Linked DNA regions of Mus musculus: region 1 is linked to region 2. The links are chromatin contacts, called in public Micro-C maps. All regions are on one chromosome and are shown on one strand. Each heading gives the region's core, a stretch centred on a gene start, on an enhancer-like site or on the middle of the called end of the contact. The rest is flanking DNA. Distances are from core to core; before and after follow the strand shown.

The links. A called contact is a pair of places that touch in the nucleus more often than the background predicts.
Region 1: a Micro-C map of the G1E-ER4 cell line shows a contact between it and region 2, with 2.0 times the contacts expected there. The contact joins the enhancer-like site here to the promoter of Pkd1l2 in region 2. A contact is called at or near these places in 4 of 39 promoter capture datasets (the 3T3-L1 cell line, the HPC-7 cell line and hippocampal neurons), 2 of 484 Hi-C or Micro-C datasets (both in the G1E-ER4 cell line) and 3 of 115 datasets of contacts at active chromatin or transcription factors (bone marrow-derived macrophages, effector CD8 T cells and pancreatic cancer cells).

What each region holds. Positions count from the first base shown.
Region 1 is chr8:117,334,295-117,337,259 of GRCm38.p6, reverse strand. The region is part of intron 1 of Cmip (c-Maf inducing protein); the gene reads right to left. Among named protein-coding and RNA genes, the nearest start is that of Gm51554, 21 kb to the right of the region's middle. Within about 2 kb of position 1,614, at least 119 of the 459 cell types and tissues checked have an H3K27ac peak or open chromatin away from gene starts, as enhancers often do. A contact at or near this core is called in the G1E-ER4 cell line and pancreatic cancer cells, where this site is marked.
Region 2 is chr8:117,080,734-117,083,821 of GRCm38.p6, reverse strand. Pkd1l2 (polycystic kidney disease 1 like 2) reads left to right here and starts at 1,373. Exons shown (of 43, transcript NM_029686.4): 1 at 1,373-1,667; 2 at 2,334-2,498; 3 at 2,985-3,088. The coding sequence starts at 1,373.

The sequences.
Region 1 (2,965 bases), core at 365-2,864, 250 kb before region 2:
TGGTGGGGCATACCTATAATCTCAGCACTGAGGCAGGGGAATCATGAGTTCAAGGCCAGCCTGAACAGTGAAGCTGTCTCAGAGAAAGACTGAGAGAGCGATCAATTCTATAGTATGTGTATTTTTACCACCATTTTATAAAAGCAATAAACATAAAGTCTAAAGGAACATTCAACTCTCAGACCCCAGTGCTTGTATCCTGGAACTCACTCTGTAGACCAGGCTGGCCTCAAACTCAGAGCCTCTGCCTCCCAAGTGCTGGGATTACAGGCATGCGCCACCACTGCCCAGCCAAGTATTTCTTTTTAAAATAGAAATAGCATTCCATAAGGAATAAGAAACACCAAGAAGTAACCCAGGGACTGGCTAGGTTGGCCAGGACACACAGCCAACAGGGAGAGGCACAACAGGTAACAGGGAGAGCCACTCCATCTAGCTGTGTGACCTCAGGCAAGTGACTTGACCCCTCTATTCCTTCATGTTTCATATGAAAGAATTCAACTAAAAAATACTGTGAATGCGGAATAAGCAAAATAGCACAGTGTCAAAGCAAGGCCAGTGAGTCCTGGGCAATAACAGTCCCCGGGAGTCCTGGAAGAACTGTAGAGGACAGAGAGTAGCGATGGCCCAAAGCTGCAGAGAAACAGAAAATAGGAGTGACTCAAGTTAACTGGGGGGGTGCCTCGCTCCTTACAGCAAAACAGCTCTAGATTAACATCGGCCAAATCCCCCTTTTTAAGAACAAGTAATGCTTGCTTGACCTTAAAACTTGGAGGAGTTGGAGCTAGAGAGATTGGCTCTTGCAAAAGGTTCCGGGTTAAGGACCCAGCACCTACACAGCAGCTCACAACCATCTTCAACTCCAGTTCCCAGAAGTCTGATGCCCTCTTCTGGTCTCTGCAAGCACCGAATGTACATGGTACGTGGACGTACACTCAGGCGGCACACATATATACTCAAACCATTTCTAATTAGAACAATTTTCTAAGCCACTAATTAACTAATTAAGACACACAAGCCTCTGACAACTGGGAAAAAATGTAAAACTTCTCTACATATAAATATTTTTAAACAAAAATCAAGAAGCTTAGAAAGAGAGAGAGAGAGAGACAGACAGACAGACATTGCTTGATAGGAAGAAGAGCTGAAAGGGATCAGCAGGGCAGGTGGCTCAGTTAATAAAATGTCTACCAACAAAGCATGAGGACACAGGTTCAAATCCCCAGCAACCACAAAAAAGCTGGGCAGGGCAGTACATGACTGCATCCTGGTGACAGAAGTAGTAAATAAGAGTCTTGGGGCTTGCTGAGCAGCCGGCCAAACTGGTGAGCTCTAGGTTCAATGAGAGACCCTGTCTAAAAATGGAATAAAAGTAGAGATGTACGCACACACCAACGGGTTCTCTACTTAAAAAGACAGCCTAGCCAAGTGCTTTTCAACAAAGACACCCATACAATTCAAAAAACAACAACAAAGAATTGCAGAGATTCTGCACTTCTGGTGAGAACACCAAGGACCGTCCCACACTCGTCAGAATGACCAAGCAGGCACAGCCTTATTCTCACAGCCAGCCTGGCAAGGGTACATTCCTGAAAGGCCTGGCCAGGAGACACAGCCTGGCCACAGACTGCCTGGGACGTGCCCAGGTGCAGGAAGCCAGACTCAGACATGTGGCCGCAGACTAGAGAAACGCCCCTTCTTATCCACAAAGGGGACAGTGGAGGCTAGCAGCCACGGGGTACCTCTCCTACTTTGTCGGGAGTTGGGGTGGGGGAGCAGGAGGCAAGATGAAAAGATGCCACCCCAGCCCACCCCGTGTCCCAGTCTCCCAGTGACAGACAGAGACGGGGATGGGAAGACCTCTGCCCTCCGCCTCCTTCAGGCTAGCGCCCTCCTCGCTGTCTTGCACAGACATGCCCCACTCTGTGTGCTCTGGAGCCTCCACACAGAAACTGTAGGGTGACATCAGTAAGAACAGTCAGGCACTCGGTGGCCGCCTGTACTCAGCAGGCAGACTTCAACAAGCCCAGCCCGCAGAGCTCTGGGGATTCAGTTGTTCACAGTGCAGCTATTCAATGAGCACCTAATGTGTGTCATCTGGGGTGGGGGGTGGGGAGGACACGGATGACAAGCAAAAAAACCCCAGCTTTCCTAGTGGGAGGAGACAGGGACAAAATAAAAACACCAGGCCTGTTCACTTCCGATAAGTGCTAAGGCAGGAAACAAGAAATAAATGGAAGAGGCGGGGAGGGCCAACCTCTCAGATGGTTGGGACATAAAGGTCTAAGAAGAGAGCAAAGGAGGCTCAGAAGAGACAGAGAGGCCTTACGGCCGGGGAAGGGGGGCGATGAGGGGAGGGCAGTGTGTTTGGAATCATTACTGCAAGCAAGAGAGGTGAGTTCTGCTTGTCACTGGTAGGCGACACATGGTGCCAAGGTCTCACAGTTAATCATTGAAAGACTGGCTAGGCAGGGTGAGAAAGGGTACGGGCAGACATACCCTATACTCATCCGCAGTGCCCCTGTGGGATGCCTTCATCCTGTCTGGAGGATGGTTGCCAGCCCCTGTCCCCAAGACACCTGGCTGGAAGCCCCCCACTGGCACATGGCTCAGCAGTGGGCTTTCTCCGCTGGTTTCCCCTCCCTAGCTCCACAGAGCCTCTCTGTACCTTGCGGGACAGAGTGGAGGGCAGCTGGCCCCAGTCCCTGGGGAGGCTCACAGCTATTAGCAGGACTTAAAGAGACCTAAAGGGTTACAAACAAGCTAGCCATCTACTGGTTCAATTTATTGGCCTGGCAGAAGAGGTCATTCAGGAAATATTTTCAAATCAGTGATGACCAGTATTCTAGGAGACAGCTGTGTGTGTGTGTGTGTGTGTGTGTGTGTGTGTGTGTGTGTGTAAAAGCCTTATGTTGACATAAGCACACACGTGAGCATGGCTTTCTACCCAAGTCCAAAGGTGAAC
Region 2 (3,088 bases), core at 124-2,623:
CAGAGACACACACATAGACACAGACATATAGAGACACACACATAGACACAGATACACACGCACACAGACACACACATAGACACAGACACACACATATACACACACAAACACAGATATATACAGACACAGACATACACAGAGACACAGACACACACACACACACACACACATAGACACAGACACACACACAGACACATACAGACACACACACACAGACATACACACAGACACATACAGACACAGACACACACAGAGACACAGACATACACACAGACACATACATACAGACACACACACACAGACAAACATACACACAGACACACACAGAGATACAGACACACAGACACACAACACAGACACACAGGGACATACACACACACACACACTCACACACACACAGGTAGAGGTGTAATGACATCTTTTTACGGCAGGAAGCTGAGGCAGCAGAGAGCCTGCAGAACGCTTGTCCCTTCCTCCCACCTTGCCTTAGGATTGTTTGTTATGTCTTACTAGAATCTTGCTGTGCTGGGATTATATCCGCACACTACCACATCTGGACTATTACCGGGTTCTGGGGACCAAACTCAGGCTTGTGTGGCTTGTGTTTTACCCTGAGTCATCTCCCCAGTCTCAAGAAGTAGTTTTGAGTTAAGCCCTGAAGGAGGAGAAGTGGGCCGGAAGGACTGACATCTTGTCCGGGGCCAGACTAGACAGAGTCTTGTGTACAAAGATAAGAGCTTTTCGTTTTACCACAGATCCTGGCCACACTCCAGACGGCCTGGGTGATGGCTGAGGATGGATAGTTTATAAAAGTTATTTGATGACATGAAATAAATCTTGTAGGGATGTTTTATCCTCCGGTCAGCATAAATGATGACATGATGTGTCGGAAGGGGACCTGCCTGTCCCACGAGACGGGAAGACGGTTATCACCTGGGGGCAGATGTCCTTCCACACAATAGGACTGCATAAGGGTACCACTCTGAATGTGTGCCATCCTATAACTAACCTTCTATGCGAGTTGTATCACATACCTCCCGCATGAAGAAACACTGGGCGTTCAGGTAATGGCTCCCCCCAAAAAGAAAAAAAGAACAGTAAAGAATCTGTCAGACAGGCATCATAGCAACCTTATCTTCCTCTACAAGAAATCTGAACATGAATTGCTTTTCAGACAGGCTTTGAACAATTGCCGGGTGAAACCAAAACACAGACACATTCACCCCGTGTATTTTGTCCCATAAACAAGAGTTATTATTTGGTGCAAAATTGGAAAGGAAGATGGATGGTGGGTGGTTGTGGGAATGGCAACATATAAAGGAGTGGGGGCCGATCTCCACCCTGCAGCCCCGGCAGTGGTCCTAGGATGACCATGGCAGGCTTGGTGTTCCTGGGGCTCGCACTGAGCAGTGGAGCCACTGTGGCTAAGTCAGAAGGGGGCAGCCTCTGCTCAAGGAGCCAGGTGTTCTTCAGAGATGCTTGCTATGAGTTTGTGCCGCTGGAACACACCTTCCCCGGCGCCCAGGGCTGGTGTGAAGGGCACGGAGGCCATCTGGCCTTCATTCCCGATGAAGACACCCAGCAGTTCCTGCAAAGGCACATTACCCAGGACAGAGAATGGTGGATCGGACTCACGGGAGGCTCGGGGCACAATGGCACTGTGGGAGGTAGGTGCTGCTTAGCTGGGTCTGATAAAAATTCTTATCACTACTTCTTACTCAGAACCCCAGGGGGCAAATTAACATGTTCTAATTTTCATGGCAAAGAGACCATTAGTTGTTTGGTGCACTGGCTAAAATAATTCATGTATAGTAACAAGCAGAGGGGGTGGTCTAAAAACACACTTATATTTCTCTAGTTCTGGAGTTCATGTTCTCTGTGGTGCAGTGCCTCTGTACGTACATTCTGAGGGCAAACCTTCCCCGGGAGGTTGCCGAGTCTCACACCTGAACACTTCCAACCACCTTCTCAGGCTCTAGAAACTTCTGGAGCAATGCAAGTCACTTCAGAATGAACTCCACGCATGCCTAGACATGGCTTGAGCAGATGCCCTGCGTCATCTACCCATGGGCATCATGGAATGCTCTGGGCTCTACTTTCTGTCACTCCTGGCTAGGTAGCACCACCTTTTATGGGTGCTCCAAGACGGTGTCCAGTTTATGTCTGAGCATATGAAACTAATGGTGAGGACACACCCATTCTCTGGTGTGGGGAAAGAGAGCCATCGATTGAGCACCTATGGCGTAGGAGGAGCTGAGTTCAGTCAAACACTCTGTGTAAGGCAGGGTAAGAGAGGACCCCTGCCAAGCCCTGCTGCCCTTGCTTCCATTCAGGCTCTGGGACCTGGCTGGACACCTCAAATGTCAACTACAGCAACTGGCAGGAAGGACAGGCCACACCTGCCCCAGGGAGCTGCGGCTACATCGGGAGTGGTCCTTCATCTCAGTGGGCTGCCCTAGAGGATTGCACACAGACCTTTGCCTTCGTCTGCGAGTTTGGTGAGCTGGTCCTGTGGGGGCTTCCTCCCTGCCCCCTCTATCTCCCCCTGCCTATCTTCTTTCCTTCCTTCCTGTTCCCCTTCCTGCCTGTCTGCCTCTTCCCACTCAGTCTTCATCTCTCTAACCATCTCTCTTTATGGATCCCCTCCATCTCTACAGGTTTCCTGTGCTCTTTCTTTCTCCCCTAACTGTATCTCCCTGTCTCTTGGTGGGTCTCATCCTTCCCTTCTCTTCTCCTCTCTTCTCTCTGGGACCCTCATCTTCCTGTCCAGGTGCCTTGCCTGCAGACTTCTTCTTCTTCTTGCATGTTTGGGACTTTCTCCCTTTCCATCTCCCAAGCCTCTGCCTGTGTGAAGCTCTCTATCTCTCTGTATCTCTCTCTTCCTCTCCAGCTGGCCCCGCTCCATCCTTATGTCTCACAGTCCTAGCCCAGCACTCTCCCAGCTCAGTGTGTGTTCCTAAGTTGTCACCTTCCCTTTGTTGCAGGGGTTGGTCGCAGCCTGGCTTGTGAGGGACACAACGCCACCATGCACTGTGACTCGGGAGAGGTCATTCTAGTCCAGGATGCTTTCTACGGGCACCAGACCCCC